Regions from separate parts of the Mus musculus genome. Here region 2 is linked to region 1. Evidence: chromatin contacts called from public promoter capture Hi-C data. All regions are on one chromosome and are shown on one strand. The core of a region is the stretch at or near the end of the contact, and the rest is flanking DNA. Distances in the headings are between cores, read along the strand shown.

Region 1 (7,761 bases), core at 3,578-6,077:
CAGTGAGCCAAGTACAAGGCACTGTATAGAATACAGTATATGAGGGGCTGGAGATGTGACCAGATAGTTAAGAGCACTGGCTGCTGCTCTCCCAGAGGACCTGGGTTCAATTTCCAGTACCCACATGGTGACTCACAACAATAACCGACTGCTCTTCTAGAGGTCCTGAGTTCAATTCCCAGCAACCGCATGGTGGCTCACAACCATCTGTAATGGGATGGAATGAATACCTTCATCTAGTGCTGTCTGAAGACAACAACAGTGTACTCACATAAATAAATAAATAAATAAATATTTAAAAAAAGACAATAACCCCAGTTCTAGGGAGTCCAAAGCCCTCTCCTGGCCTCTGAGGGCACCAAAAACACAAATGGTGCCCAGACCTATACATTCGGGCAAAGCACTGATACACCTTAAATTAAAAAAAAAAAAAAACAAAAAAAAACAAAAAAAAAAACTAAGATGCTATATGCTAGCATTTACATATGGTAAATGCCACCAGGCAGCTTCCTATAGATTCTAAACATATTTCGGGTGACTACTAGCGACAAGCTTGCTAGTAACAAAATCACTCACCAAACCTCATCCCATTACTCTGTGGGGCCTCTCTTTAGGAGGGAGGGAGGGAGGGACAGAGAAAGTCTGAGAAAAGCCTGGCTCGGTGGCCACACCTAACAGCCACAGCCCTCAGACTGGGAGGATTCCAAATCTAAAGCTAGCCTGTACTACACAGCAAGGCTGTCTCACAGCAAGGCTGTCTCGGAACCGGAAGGAGACCCAGGCCGAGGTAAGCACACACACCTGGCGTCCCACCCTGTTGTTGTGGATCCGCATTCTCGCCTGGATGTCCCGGGGAGCCTCCCTGGAATCCAAGAAATCCCGAGAGAACTTCTCTCCGAAGTCCATGTCGTGGTTACAGCCACCCCATTCCCACGTGTCCTGGGGGCCGGGGCTGGGGACTGAGCCAGGAACAGGGCTGGGCTGGGAGATGGGGAAAGTCTTGCCCCGAGACAGTGCCTGAAGCTGCAGCAGCTTGGCTCTAAGCCGGTCTTGCTCACCACTACCCTTCCATCCGCAGCCGCAGCTCACCAGCTTGCCCAGGCTGCAGGCTGTGGCAACAGCATGCATGACCCCAGCAGCCAGCATGGAGAAGGAGAAAGCACTCTCACGGAAACCTGGGGAGAAAATGGATTGGGGTAAGGTTGACAGGGAGCTGAGGGGAGAAGGCAGATGGCAGGCTGAGAAAGAGACACCAGCCACCCTCTAATAGCAAAAAAAAAAAAAAAAAAAAAAAAAATCCAATTGGATCTTCTATGTAGCCCAAGCTGGCCTTGAACTCTTGACAATTCTCCTGCCTCAGCTTCCTAAGCGCATAGGTGTGAACTACCACTAGTAGCAGCAGCCAATGTCAGAAATTTCTGAGTCCTGACTCTGTCATTTATCAGCTGAGTGATTTGGGACAGCATCCTGAGACAAGAAATAACACCAGGCCTCAGACCCATGGGTCAAGATACCACTAAAGCCAAATCTCTGTAAATCTGTCATTTTGGGGTGTGACAGTGGTTCTCAACTTTCTTAAAGCTATAACCCTATAATACAAGTTCCCTCAGGTTGTGATGACCCCAACCATAAAATTATTTCATTGCTGCTTCATATCTGCAATTTTGCTGTGAACCATAATGTAAATATTTGATATGCAGGATATCTGACTTTTGACCACCCCAAGATCAACCCTCAGGCACTGAATATCCTCTCAGCCCTCCAGAGAGGTTAAGAACCACGGGCCTAGAGAGACCTCTGGATTTGAGATAATTCAGAAAGAGTCCTGAGGACTTCTGAAGGTGTGTTCCAGGAGTTCTGCATCTCTCTGCAGGGAGCTTGGGGGGCACCTTTGGCTTTGGGGTTCTTCCCCCACCTTATTAAATGAGTCTTTAAACCACACTACCACCTACCACTGCAGTAACAACCCCTAGCATGCTGGAGCTGCCCACCCCCTTCCCAGGTTCTAGTTTTATATTTGCCCTTTATGTTTATTCTAACCTGCTATTACCTTATAAAATACTGGGAGGAGGAGAAAGTCAGGAGTGATTTTCCCCAAGGCCCTTTTAAAAGGTTGGCTTCTCTGTTATGTTTGGGGGGGGGGCGGTCATTGAGGACGGGGCTTGGGATGACAAATCTTTCCCAGGCTTAGAGAGACATCCTCACCATCAAAACCTTCCACTATATCAGGCCCTGCAGAGAAGGAGGGGGGTCCCTCGTTTCATTTTAAGCAAGGGCACTTGCAAGCAAGAGTTCTGAGAAGATGAAAGACAGTTGGTTTGGAGGCCAGGCCCCTCTTACCCGGGAATCTAGGGCTCCAGGGCCAGCCCCAAGATCCCCCAACCATCCAAGGGTGAAGCTGTTTGCACACGTCTTGGGAATTCCCCTCCAGATGGCAGCTGCCTATTAACCCCATAGTCCCCAAAGCACTACTCTATCCCTGGACTGAGCCCACCCCCACCCCCTTCCGTGGATCATTAGTCCTCTGGGAGTAAACTTCAGTTGAGTATAGGGAGAGGCAATGGAGCCTCCCGGACCATTCCTTCTAGACCAGGCCAGCAGTGACCTGTTTTGTGGCCCTCCAGCCATTCCTCACCTGTTCAGGTGAGGGACACCTGGGGCCCCCACAGCACAGAGGAGGGGGCTACTCCCCAGCTTCAAAGCCATCAGGGTCTTTGTTCCCAGCTTTGGCTCCTGGGAACCCCAGCAATTAGGGGAGCAGGTTTAACCCTTAAACGGTTGGGGGCGTCACCCCACCCCCGCTGAGACTCTGGGGACACCAGCCTGGACTTGTCTGGGTGGAGAGGGAGGGGAGAGAAAAATAGGGGGTTGAGGGGGGGTGTGTTTGAAGCTTCTTGGGTTGGGGGGCATCTCTTGTTCACAGGTGCATCCCAGATCCGAATTAGGTGGAGGCAGAAAAGGGAGGCCCTGGGGTAGGGAAGCAGGGACCCAGCTGCCTCGCCAGCGACGCAGGTGGAAGGCAGGCAGGCAGGCAGAGGCCCAGCCGGTGACCAGATCTAGCTGAGCGCAGCTCCTGGGGAAATTCCCGGAGAGGCCCCTCCCGAAGCCGTGAGCCGGTCCCTTCCCGCCTCCGCGCGCCTCGGCCTGCCCCCCGCGCCTGGGCAGCAGCACACACAGCCGCCCCGTCAGGCTCACCGCGCTTGAGGATGGCGCTGTGGTGCGGCAGCCGGCCGCCGCCCTCCAGTGCCGAGCAGTTCCAGCGCTGGTCGCGCAGCTGGTGCTGACACTCGTGAACGGCGATGTGCAGCCCCTGGAGCGCCGACGCCGTCACGTCGGGGCTGCGCAGGCACAGCCCCAGCTGTCGCTTACTCAGTCCGGACAGGGTCAAGCACACGGTGTTGGCCGTCAGCGGCGGCTCACCGGGAAGTTTAAGGCCCAGAATCTCATTGCTTAGAGCCCTGGGGACAAGCGACAAGGGTCTGGGGTCTAGTCGCACGCCCCATCCCTATCCTCCCTAACCCAGATCGGTGCTTTCCCTCCCCTGGAACTGGATAAAAAAACGCTCACCGACTGAACAAAGCCAAGAACAGGAGACCCGCGAGGCCTAAGGGCGGAGGCCGAGACCGGGGCTCCTCCAGCATGTCGAAGCCCGGAGGCTCCGGTGGGCGAGTCAGTCAGCGCCTGCGGGGACAGGGACATTTGATGAGGACTAGATTGGCTCCCTGGGACCGAAGGACGCTCTGTTTCAGCTCCTTAAGCCACCAATGAAGCCCCACTAGCTTTTTCTCACCCCTCCCCAAACTGTGCAATACTAGTCACCCCTTGACTTCCAGTGTCTGCGTCCTGGAACCTGTCAAAGAGGAAGGGTCTGAGCAGCCCGAGGCCCTCCGGAGCACCCCTGGAGTCCGAGCCAGCCAGACACGACGCAGGGTCCTGGGACACTCACATACCCATTTGAGACCGGTTCTCTCAGACCCTCTATCCCTCCTCACCAACCGCTCCCTCTCTGTGGGCCCCACAACTGATCTGCCCGCCCTTACAGGGTTAGAGGGAGGGATTAGAAGGGGGTTCCCCACCACCTGGAGGGGTGTTGCCTCCTCGTGCTGGCAATACCAGGCAAGCTAGATTAGAAGGGTCCGAGGTCAGGCTCTTGGAACCACTCTCTGGCCTCGGCTCCCACCAGGGGGAAAGTGGGCTACAAAGGCCCCGAGGGAAACCAGGTGCCCTGCGCCAAGGCCACAGATTCCCCATCTACCCCCGCCCCTTTTCTAACTACACGCTCCCTCTGCAGTGCGACACCATCTAGTCCCCAAGGGTCCGACCCCAATTCTACCCCACCCCCTCATTGCCCTCTGAATCCGAAGGCACTTCTTTATTCTGTAGGTATCTCTATATCTGGCTTTCTCAGCGTTGTCTGTGCTCTTGAGGGGGGACGCTTGTCTGTCTGTCTGTCTGTCTGTCTGTCTGTCTGTCTTGTCTGACCGCCCGCGTGCCTGTCTAGTCTCTGCCCTCCCTGTTCTCTCCCGCCCCATTACCTCCAGCGGTTCAGGTGCAGGATCCACAAGGCTCGCGGTTGAGTCACTCGGGCCCGGCTCTTGGGGCTTAAACCGTGGGGAAACTGTCGGGTTCAGCCCCCTCGGCGGAGCAGCATTCTCCCAGCGCCCAGCCACTCCTCTCTGCCGCTTCCCCGGCGTCGCCGCGGCCGCCCGCCGGGAGGAAGGGAGGGTAAAAGGGAGGGAGTGATCCAGATAGCTAGCGAGCGAACCCGCGACGAAGCACCGGGGGCTTTGGCTCTGCTCGACCTAACTCACGGGTGGTTCTGCTCGAGCTGACGGAACTGCGGCCCCTCCCAGAGCCCGGGGCATCCCCACCCCACCCGCACCCCACCCCCTGACTTGACCAGGAGAACGCAGCCGCTCCCCCCCCAAGCGTGTACACACACACACACACACACACAGGACGCCGGGATCACGATTAGCCCCACTCCAGGGGCAAGTGGTCGGAGTTCCACTCACCTGCTCCGGGGTCTCCCGAGGCTGTAGGGAGAGTGCGGTGACCCCAAGGGACCAGGATCTGGTCCCAATGACAGGGTCTTTCATCGTTTTCCTTTGCCTCCGAGAGTGGGTGATTGAAGCGCTCCTTTGACACGCTGAGGACGGATCTAGACGACCTTAGGGTTACTGACGGTCTCTTGAAGAGCCCACGAGCCTGTGCGCACCAGGGCACTCTGAGCCTGCAAGTGAGGAGCCACTGTGTGGCTTGGCTCCCGCCCACCTCAGAGCCTTACGCCTGCCCCTTGGGAGGGCTCAGGTTTGGCCTCAGAATTTGGCCTTGGTCAAAAGCTCGGGTAGCTCCTAAGACCTCCTGTCAGTCCCTATGCTCCCCTTTTCTGGTAGGCATCCGAGATCTCAGGGGTCTCCTCTCCGGAATTCCTGGATGAATGCTTGAGATAACCCAAATGCATGCTCCACGCTCGCGCGTTTGCTGCACAAGAGATGAGGGAGGCCTGAGAGGATCCCAAAGTGAGCCCAACTTCAGGATAGCGGGGGGGGGGGGGGGGGGGGGAGAACCTGGCCTGGGTGAGCCCAGGCAAAGGCACAAACTACGGAGCTCTGGCGGCAGTGAAGGGGTTAGGCGCCACCGCACTCCCGCCTGACTCACCCTCCTAGCTCTAACCACTGCGGACTATTTTTGCCAGAGAGGGGCCTCAAGGCTTCCCAACCACCACCACCCCCCCCCCCGCCCCTGCCAGACCGCAGCCCCAAGCACAGCATGACTGGCCCTGCGCACCCAAGTCACATAGATCCAGAGCCGACCCCCCAAGGAAACAGAAGCACAGGGCTGGTACCCACAGCCACAACCACCTCTTCATTGGTGGTGGCTAGCAGCAAGGCTGGGCAACCAGCCCCTGGTCTACATTCTTGCAAGTCTTGCCTTGTGTTGAAGAGGCATCCCTGGCTAGGTGTCTAGTACAAAGGAAGTTAGGTATCTGGGGTTACTATTGAGTGCTTCCTTGATGAGGGTGCTGGAGCCCTAAGCTAGACCACAGCGGGAGGTGCTCTTTCTGAGTCCCCCACCTCTGGAGTAGGGAAAAGGCAGCCCAAGAGCTCCTTCCCATTTAGGGGAAGAAGGCCAAACCATGTATAACTTCTGAGATGGGCCAGCACTGTCTCAGTAACTTCTACCCTACTCCAGAACCCAGGATCCTCACCAGTGCCCCATCCTCTCTCCTGCCTGTCAGCCTGGGACTCACCCAGGCCCTGGAAGGGTATTTAGCAGATCCTTCATCAGTATCTCGAGGATATTCACGTTTCTCCCGTGGCTGCAGTTCCATTCACACGTTGGATTTTGTCTTGTTCCTATTTGTCCCTAATGCTATCTTTACCTCCTAGTTCTATCATTCAGTCAGATGTCAAGAAGGGACTAGGGCAAGCTGGGGCAGGTAGAGCTGTGTGTGTGTGTGTGTGTGTGTGTGTGTGTGTGTGCGCGCGCGCGCGCGCCATGCTTTTACTCCCAACACTTGGGAGGCAGAGGCAGGTGGATCTCCTTGAATTCAAGGCCAGCCTGGTCTACTATGTAGTGAGTTCTGGGACAGCCAGGCTATATAAAGAGACCCTGTCTCTAAAACCGATGATGATGATGATGACGACGACAGCGGCAACGACAATAATAATAATAACGACGAAGGTGATGATGATGATGAAGGGGCTAAGGAAGATTATAGCGCCCAGAGGTTCAACTTCTTAGTGGCCTGGGGGCTCCCCAAGTTGAACTGTCCCAAACCTAAGAACTCATACCGCTGTTCTCTAACCTCTCTGAAGTCTTGCTCTTTGATAAGAGGCCACAGGCAGGCAGTGGGTGGCCTGAGCTGGCCGAGGGTGCCCTCTTGCCGACCGTCTGGCCTGAGCACTGACCCACAGGCAGCTAGAGGGCGGTGGGACAGGCGGGGCCTGGAGAGGCCTGCGGGTGCACACCCATTGCCTAATACCCCAAGCACGCAGCCAGCTCCAAGAAAGAGGAGGGGCAGGAACCAGAGAGACCTTGACAAGGGTTGAGACCTAGATGAGAGGGGGAAAAAAGGGGGGCTGCCATCACTGCAGGGAGGAAATGAGAGCAACCTGGCCCATCTTCCTTTTGATGAGAAAAGTGGAAGGCCCCTCCGGCCCTTGCGGGGATGGGGAGGGGGGACGTGTAGCAAAACACTGTGGGAAGAACAACGAGGCCCTGAAGGGCGGGGAGTGTCAAATAAAAGAGTGGGGACCTCTGGAGATGGGGAAATCAAGCAACTGAGGCGGTGGCTAAAGCCGGGCTACACTCGGGAATCTCCTCCTCCTCCCCCTCCCCTGATGTTTGCCTTGGCTGGGGTCTTGGGTGACTCATCTGTTGCTAAGCCGCTGATAGGGGCGGCCAGCCCAGGGAACCCAAATTATAGGCCCTGGAGGGATGGATGCGCCTGCGGCGGTGAGCTCAGCTGTACGCCTCCCTCCACCTCACCGGTCTTCCACTGCAGCACCGAAGGCCACCACCCAGAGGCGCCAGAGATGTTGCAGACGAACTACTGGACTCCAGAGAAGCCCCCACATTCAGTAGTAGCCCCAAGGAGTCTTCTGACTCACCCAAGACAGAATGTTACCCCCTTGTCTACTATAGGTTGATGGATGGGTTACACCCTCCCAGCCCGAGGGGGTAGCGCCTGCCTGGGCTTCAAAGGCTTGCCCAAGAACTCAGAGCTCTGCTCCAATGTTCTCTCTCTCTCTCTCT
Region 2 (7,761 bases), core at 2,553-5,052, 520 kb after region 1:
CTTTACTCCCTGCACTAGGGAGGCAGAGGCAGGAGGATCTCTGTAAGTTTGAGATCAGCCTGGTGGACTACAGAGTGAGTTCCAGGACAGCCAGGGCTACACAGTGAAACCCTGTCTCAGGAAAAAAAAGAAAGAAAAAGAGAGAGAGGGAGACGGAGACGGAGACGGAGACGGAAGAAGGAAGGAAGAAAAATGAGGGTCACCTCAATGGCTTAGCAATAAAAGCACTTGCCACCAAACCTGATGACTTGAGTTTGATCCCAGGACTCCACACACAGTGGAAGAAGGGAAAGGGCTCCATAGCTTGCCTGTGGAGCACACACACTAACATTTGCACACAAATAAATTAACAAAAAAAGTTAAAATGCAAATAACACAGCGCAAATGAACACAATAAAAAGCAGATAGTGACAAATCCCTGGGGAATACTGAAAGTCCGCTGGGAAAATAAGATGCCTCAGCTTTGCACTTGGCTCGGCTCTGCAGAGCAATCACAGTGTGGTCAGAACTGACGATTAGACAAACAGAAAGTGTTACAGGATGGATTTTGCAGACGGATATGATAAATGATGTATAACTTATGAGAAGGGAAGAGCAATGAGCTAAATCCTTACATCTGCCCCCGTTATTTCTGGGGCTGAGGCAGGACTGAGAATCAATAACCATACACTAAATATTTCAACACTGTAAGCCAACAAACTGTTAAGTAAAATACATTCTAAAACTTAATTTCATAAAAATGTACCTGGAAGGTCGGGTTCTAAATTAAAGTTTTGGGACTCTCCAGAGTTCCACAGACGAAAATGGCAGTGCCCAGAACCTGGCTCTGCTCCATTCTTTCCTTTCTGCTCTTGGCTGTGTCCTGCCTTGAGAGAACCTACAGGGTCAGTGACCTCTGGTCTATGCTGAGCCTTTCTCTGCAAACAGCTGCCCTTGTTATTCCTCAGGCTTGGGGAGGCCCACATCATCTGCAAGGTCTCTGTGAGGAGGGATGAGGGAATCCAGTGAGAAACGGGAGATGGTCCAGGAAACAAACCGGCAAGGCAGTTCTCCCATCCCTTCGAGTATCCATCAAAATAGGATCAGTAAGGGAATAGTAGCAGTGGATCAGGATATCTCCTTGGATTCCTTACCCAGTGAGAAGCAATGAGGCTGACAGAGGGATACACTGAAGAAACAAACAAACCAAAAACCAAAAACAAAACAACAACAAAACCAAAGAAACCAAAACAACAGCAACAGAAAATCCACTAGTTGTGAAAAATGGCTGTCTCCAGGGAGAAGATCAACGAGGCAAGCAAGGCTCTGCTCTTTGTCCTGAAATGCTTTCTATATTCATTTGACCTTTAAAAACAGTTGCCTGCTCATACTGTAATCCCAGCACTTGGGAGGCAGAGGCAGGAGTGTGAATTCAAGGCCAGCCTAGGCAATGTGTTAAATTCCAAGTCAATCTGGGCTACACAGCTAAACCCTACCTCAAAAAACCAAAGCCCCTAAACCACACAGTAACAACAACAAAACCGTGCTTTTGTGCTCTCTCTCTCCCCCCCCCCACTCCCCACTCCCCCCGCCCCGCCCCCCGCCCCCGCCTGTGTGTGTGTGTGTGTGTGTGTGTGCATGTGCCAATAGCCCAAGTTTTAAGTAGATCCACTCAGGTAAAACCAGATGCTTAACTATGCTGTGCAGAAAAAACATCAGGATGAATGAGAGTGAAGTAAAAATTGAGTTTATTAAGATAAAAAAGAGGGCTCAGAAGTTAAAGGTGATTGCTGCCAGGTCTCTCAAGAGCTTGCCTCCTTTATCTTCTCCCTGGAGACAGCCATTTTTGATCTCCTGGACCAGAAAGCATAGTCAAAGGAGAGAACTGGTATTTCACATACTTGTAACAACACAGGTCACACACACACACACACACACACACACACACACACACACACAAAGTGCCCCCCCCCCCCCCCCCAGACAGGGTTTCTCTGTGTAGCCCTGGCTGTCCTGGAACTCACTCTGTAGACCAAGCTGGCCTCGAACTCAGAAATCCACCTGCCTCTTCCTCCCAAGTGCTGGGATTAAAAGCGTGTGCCACCCCTGCCCGGCTCACAAAGTGCTTTTTAAAGGAGAGGCTGGAGAGATGACTCAGTGGGTAAAGACAATTGCCATCAGTCCTGATAACCTGATTAAATCCCCAGGACCCAAATTGTGGAAAGAGAGAAGTGACCCCAGAAAGTTGTCCTCTGGTTCCCACATGGGTGCAGTGAGCACACATGTGTCCCCCTCCGCCCCCCGATAAATAAATAAAATAAAAGCAAGAAAACATAAGGGAAAGAAGAGACTTTAGATTTTTTTTTAAGCTCGGTTTTGGTTTTATTTTGTTTTTGTTGTTTTGTTTTGTTTTGTTTTGTTTTGATACAGGGCTTCTTTGGGCTACACATTTCCCTGTGTATTCCTGGCTGTCCTCGAACTTGCTGTATAGACCAAGTTGGCCTCGAACTCAGAGATTTGCCTGCTTCTGCTTTCCAAATGCTCGATTAAAGGGGTACACCCACTACCACCTGACATACATTAGATTTAAAGTGCATCATGGATTTGTTATTTGAGATCACTTCAAGAAAGACAAATTAGATCTCAGGGGAAAGGGTTTCTTCCCCTCATGTCCGGCTTTTCATGACGTCCTGGGACATCATTTTAAAGATCAGGTCTCTCACTAGTCAGAAAACACAATGTAGGCTAGTTCGGCTAGCCGCTGAGCCCCAGGGATCTGTCTGCCTCTACAACTCAGTGCTGGCTTGAAGAATGAATATAAGAACTTTTAATACAACTATTGATAAAGCCAAATTGTCTATAGACATAAAGAGGTGTTTTCCTGAGTCAGGTTCAGAAACCTACAGAAGGAAACAGGCAACGTCTTGGTCTTTACCCCGGCTTTGGAGGGGTAAAGAGGTGCAATGCCTCCAACCAGGGCCAGCTGTACTAGCCCAAGAACTTGAGCATGCATGCCCATTAAGTAGCTTCGAGTTCCCTTATCTACATAACTGAACGTTTATCTCTCACTGTAGATGTTACAGAGGCAGATTCTGAAAGTAACCCAGCGCTAAGCGAGAGGCACGTACGCACTCATTTAGGGGATTTGTCGGCTTTGCCCGACACATACGGCTGCTGGCACAGGAGTTTAATTAATAGTTCTTGAATTAAGAAATTAAAACTAAAGCCGGGCGTGGTAGCGCACGCCTTTAATCCCAGCACTCGGGAGGCAGAGGCAGGCGGATTTCTGAGTTCGAGGCCAGCCTGGTGAGTTCCAGGACAGCCAGGGCTACACAGAGAAACCATGTCTCGAAAAAAACCAACAACAACAAAAAATTAAAACTAAAGAAAATACGCAGGGAAAAGAGCCGCTCTGTGAACCGCTGTAGTGCCCTCTGCGCGGGAGAAATTAATGGCTCGGTCCGGTCTGGGTGGTGGCCGCGGAGTCGCGGGCAAGAAGGGGGCTGTGAGCCGGGAGAGCCACGCCGCCCTGCGCAGCCAGCGCGCGGTCAGTCCCAGGCCCGCCCAGGCGCGCTCCGCCCCCGGGGGTGGGCCCAGGCGCGCCCCGCCCCAGGGGGCGGTCCCAGGATTCTGCGCACGTGGGGGCGGGGCCTGGCGCTCCGGGCCGGGGGCGGAGCCGGGCCGGGCACACCGGGCCGGTTGGGGGCTCCGCTCCTCGGCGAGAGCAACCGGAGCCCCGGCCACGAAGGGGTGCGACCCCCCCACTGGCCCCGCCCTCCCGGCCGAAGCCCGGCCAATCAGAGCTGTTTTTACTGGCGAGTGGGCCGAGCCGGCCCAGCTGCTCTGAGGCTCTGGCATGGTAACGTCCCCGCGCGGGGGTGGAGAGGCCCGGGGCTGTCTCACAGCGCCCCCTGCGGCCCGGGCTCGAGCCGGGGAGGCGGGAGGGCCGCCGGGGCACCCGGGACCCTGAGGGAGGGCGAGGGGACCGAGGGGTGAGGAAAAGAAGCCCTGTAGGTAGGTGGGGGCGGGGAGTGAGGGTAGAAGGGGCGGGGAGGCCATTATGGTGCATGGCGGGGGGCGGGGGGGCGGGTGCGACCGGGGGCTGAGGGGACGGAGAGCCTAGGCGCTGTGTGAGGAGGAGGAAGGGATGAAGTGAACGGTGGGTCTGTGGAGAAAGGTCGGGGGCGAAGGGAGGGCAGGCGATGGAAACCAGTTGCCAATCCTAGGCTATTTGGCGTGGCCCGTGCCCCTCCCCCAGACCCAGGCTTGTGCCTTTTGGAAGCCCCAGGTGCCCCTTTGGACCTTAGGGGACACCCTTCCTTACCCATCCGTTCTCAAAACCTGTCTCCCGAGGTTAGGAGGGACTTCTGAGGAAAGAGATGCTCCTGGTTTCCACCTCAGAACCGGAGTAGTCCAAGAAACGGAGGAGCAGAGGCCCCTGGGTCCCAACCCTGGCTCTGCCTTCAGACAGACTGTGGTAACTCTGTGTGACCTTGGGCAAGTCACTACCTTTCTCTGGGCCTTGAATTTCCCATTGACTTTTAAAAAGGAAAATGGGCAGTATGATAAACGGACTCTCCATCCGTTGCAGAAGGGGGCGGGATTTGAGGAGGGAATTCAGGCGAAGGGGTTCTAGGATGCGTCAAGCAGGAGGATGTTGGAGTGGAGACCTTCAGCTTGACTGGGGAAAATTTCTCGGGATTTACGGATAAGAGATTTAAAGCTTGCAAGGCTGGGTCCTGGCAGGCCTGGGCCTTGGGAATCCCGTTGGAGAAATGGGAGAACTCTATAAATAGAGGAAGTTGAACCCTGGAAGTTCAAAAACGATGAGAACCAGAAGTAACAACATTCTGTTTCTTCGGGAGAGTGAAGAGGTGATGGAGGATCAGAAGCAAAATGTTGTATTCTAGAAAGATCTCTAGGCTCTTTGTGGGGAGCAGAAGAAATGCTAGGGCTTACACACCAGAGTAGAGGCTAGGAAGTAGGTGGGGGAGGGGCTGGACCTATTTGGGCTCTGCAGGTCAGTGGAGACAACAGGGTGCTAGAGCTCAGCTGTTCTTTGCAGCGCTCTGCATTGAACCTAGGGCCTTGTTAATGCCGGCAAGAACTGTAGTGCTGAACTACTCTGCCAACCCCGTTTCTTTTTGATGATGGCTGCCTCTCTTTGAGAAATATGCCTCTTAGCCTTCATTTTCTTACAGTTCCTTTGGTGAATAAGTCAGTCCAGGCCTACCTAGGATCACCTGGTTGTCTCAGAATCTCAGGATTGGGATTAAAAAAAATGAGGCTAAGAAATGTCATCTGTGCCATCCTTCTTTCTGGGAGGCAGCTTTATGGGGTCGGACTGCTTGGATTCCAAACCTGCCTCCGCCGTTTAATCTCTGAGAACTGTAGCCACGAAGTAACCTGTTAGAACCCCAGCTTCTCCATGAAATGGGGATACTTTCTCAGAAGGTTGTGAGGATTAAATGGACATGTGGTGTGACTCTGGCTCATAATATGCACCCAGCAAACATTACTGTTAGCCGTGATCTCTGTTCTCTTCCCTGTCTCTCTATTTTTGTCTTTTTCCCTGTTCTTCTGAGTGCTCAGTTCTGAGCTACCCCTTAGATCTGAAGGCTGAGAATTGATTACATCTTGTATCAGGATGCTTCCATTGGTCTCCCTGAATATATGATGACTAGATGGCCAATAGTCTCAGTATTGACTCTCCCCTGCCCTACAATGTGTGTTCTGTTCCGGGGAAGACTGACAAATCTGCTTGTCTTTAGCTTTCTTTCTACTGTCCTTTTGCACTGGTCACTTCAGAGTCCACTCAGAAGTGTTACCGTCCCAAAGTTGTATTGGTATTGCAGCAGGTGAGAGGAGCAGAAAAGAAAGGACAGCACAGGGGGAGGGAGGGAAGACTCTAAAAGGTCCATGGTCATTTCCATTCATCCCATCCCTCTGTCTTCCCTGGGTAACTGAGTAAAATGGGCCAGGGTTTGAATTCTGTCCAGAAGTCTCCATACAGTTAGCTTTCTATCATGTAACTTTTCCCATATGAGTATTTGATACCTGCTGCCTTCCACCAAGGTAAAGGATCTCTATTTTACATGTTTCTATTACCGATTATACTCAAGAGAATTTACACAAACAAATGAGTGCAAACAGTATTTTAGGTAGTATCCAAAAATCCACCAAGGTTAGGGATGAGATGGTGTCATCAAAGCACTTCAGGTGGAGGGCCACCCTGTCTAGACAGTTGGGGAGTTTGAGAAAGAGAAAACCTAGGCTGTCGAGATGGCTTAGTGGCTTAAGTGCTTGCTGCAATGGCAGAAGGATTGGAGTTCAGATCCCCAGAACATACAAAATGCTCAGCTCCTTGTAATTCTAGCCTTTAGTGCAGAGACTGGATCACCAGAGTATGACAGCTAGTGAGACTGGCTTTATCAGTGAGCTCCGAGTTTGGTTGGGAGACCTGGCTCTCCCCAAGGAATAGGGTAAAAGATTGATGAAGGATAAAGGATAATTCCTAACATCAGCTTTGGGCCTCTGCATGCTCATGTGCCTCCCATGTCCTCAGACATTATGAAATGGGGAAAGAAAGAAAGCTCACTTCCAAAATGTAGCACACTGGATTGGAAAGGCAGGCACTCTCAGAAGCCCAGTAAACATTCACAGAGGTACAAGCGACTGCCAAGTGGTGTGCTTGGTCCTAAGAGGACAGAGTGTGTGGGTGTGCGGGTGTGGGTGCTCGGGTGTGCGGTAATGTGAAAGTAAAACAGAGTGAACTTTGGATCATCTTGAATAAAATGAGAGAAATCTAACAATTCCTGTACAGAAAGTTAACTAGGAAGCCCTGGCCTCAGGATGGGCCAGATGTGGAACTGCCTGTAGCGAAAGGCTTTGGATGGTAGATGAAGAGAAAAAAGTATTTATTTATTTATTATTATTATTATTTTTTTAGATAGTGTTTCCTCCGTGTAGTCCTGGCTCTCTTGTAACTCACTCTAGAATCTGTGGTCTTGAACTCAGAAATTCACCTGCTTCTGCCTCCCAAGTTCTGGGACTAAAGGTGTATGCCACCATGCCCAATTTACTAATTTATATATTTATTTTGAGATAGGGTCTCCCGCTGTAGCTTTGGCTGTCATGGAACTTGATTCAAGATAGCCTTGAATTTTCGGAGATCTATCTGCCTTTGCCTCCAAACTTAAAGGCATATGCCAAATTAAGAACACCTGACTCTAAGTCGAGGAATTTTATAGGGCAGGCAGTAGGCACCACTGTTTATTCTTAAGATGAGGTTTGAATCTTGATGATTTAGTCACTTTCAGGGAAGGTTGGTATGAAAACACTGCTTTCTGTGGCAGGCACTGTGCTTCTAGGGAGGACAGATGGGATTTAGTTGGCTCATCTGAAGCCAGCTGTGGGACTGACACACCATTTACAATTACTCTGTCTGACCTTTCTCACATGCTAAGAGAGGAGTGCCGATGTGTGAAGTGGCATTCCTTTAAGTCCAGCACTTGGAGATGGAGGCAAGAAGATCAGGAGTTCAGGACCAGTCAGTCCAAGCCACCCAAGCCACTGTCTCAACCAACCTTGGCACATGGCTATAATCCTAGCACTTGGGAGGCTGAGGGAAGAGGGTTGTTTGGTTGTAGGTTTGAGGCTAGAGTTAGAGTGGGGTATAGAGCGAGCGAGTCCTAGCCAGCCTTACTATAAAGTGATAACCTGTCTCATAGAAGGTTTCGGGAACATTTGGGGGATATTCAGAGTCTCCTCCAGCTCTAAATT

Evidence for each region. Capture Hi-C pulls out chosen DNA fragments and counts their contacts.
Region 2: a promoter capture Hi-C map of liver shows a contact between it and region 1, with 3 times the contacts expected there. The contact joins the promoter of Prpf40b here to the promoter of Wnt10b in region 1. A contact is called at or near these places in 1 of 39 promoter capture datasets (liver) and 2 of 9 other capture datasets (adipose tissue and liver).

What each region holds. Positions count from the first base shown.
Region 1 is chr15:98,773,323-98,781,083 of GRCm38.p6, forward strand. Wnt10b (wingless-type MMTV integration site family, member 10B) reads right to left here and starts at 4,828. Exons shown (of 5, transcript NM_011718.2): 1 at 4,536-4,828; 2 at 3,568-3,681; 3 at 3,196-3,458; 4 at 802-1,175. The coding sequence starts at 3,641.
Region 2 is chr15:99,291,436-99,299,196 of GRCm38.p6, forward strand. It overlaps Prpf40b (pre-mRNA processing factor 40B), which reads left to right and starts at 3,803. Exons shown (of 26, transcript NM_001370635.1): 1 at 3,803-3,993. It also overlaps a transcript of Fam186b not described here.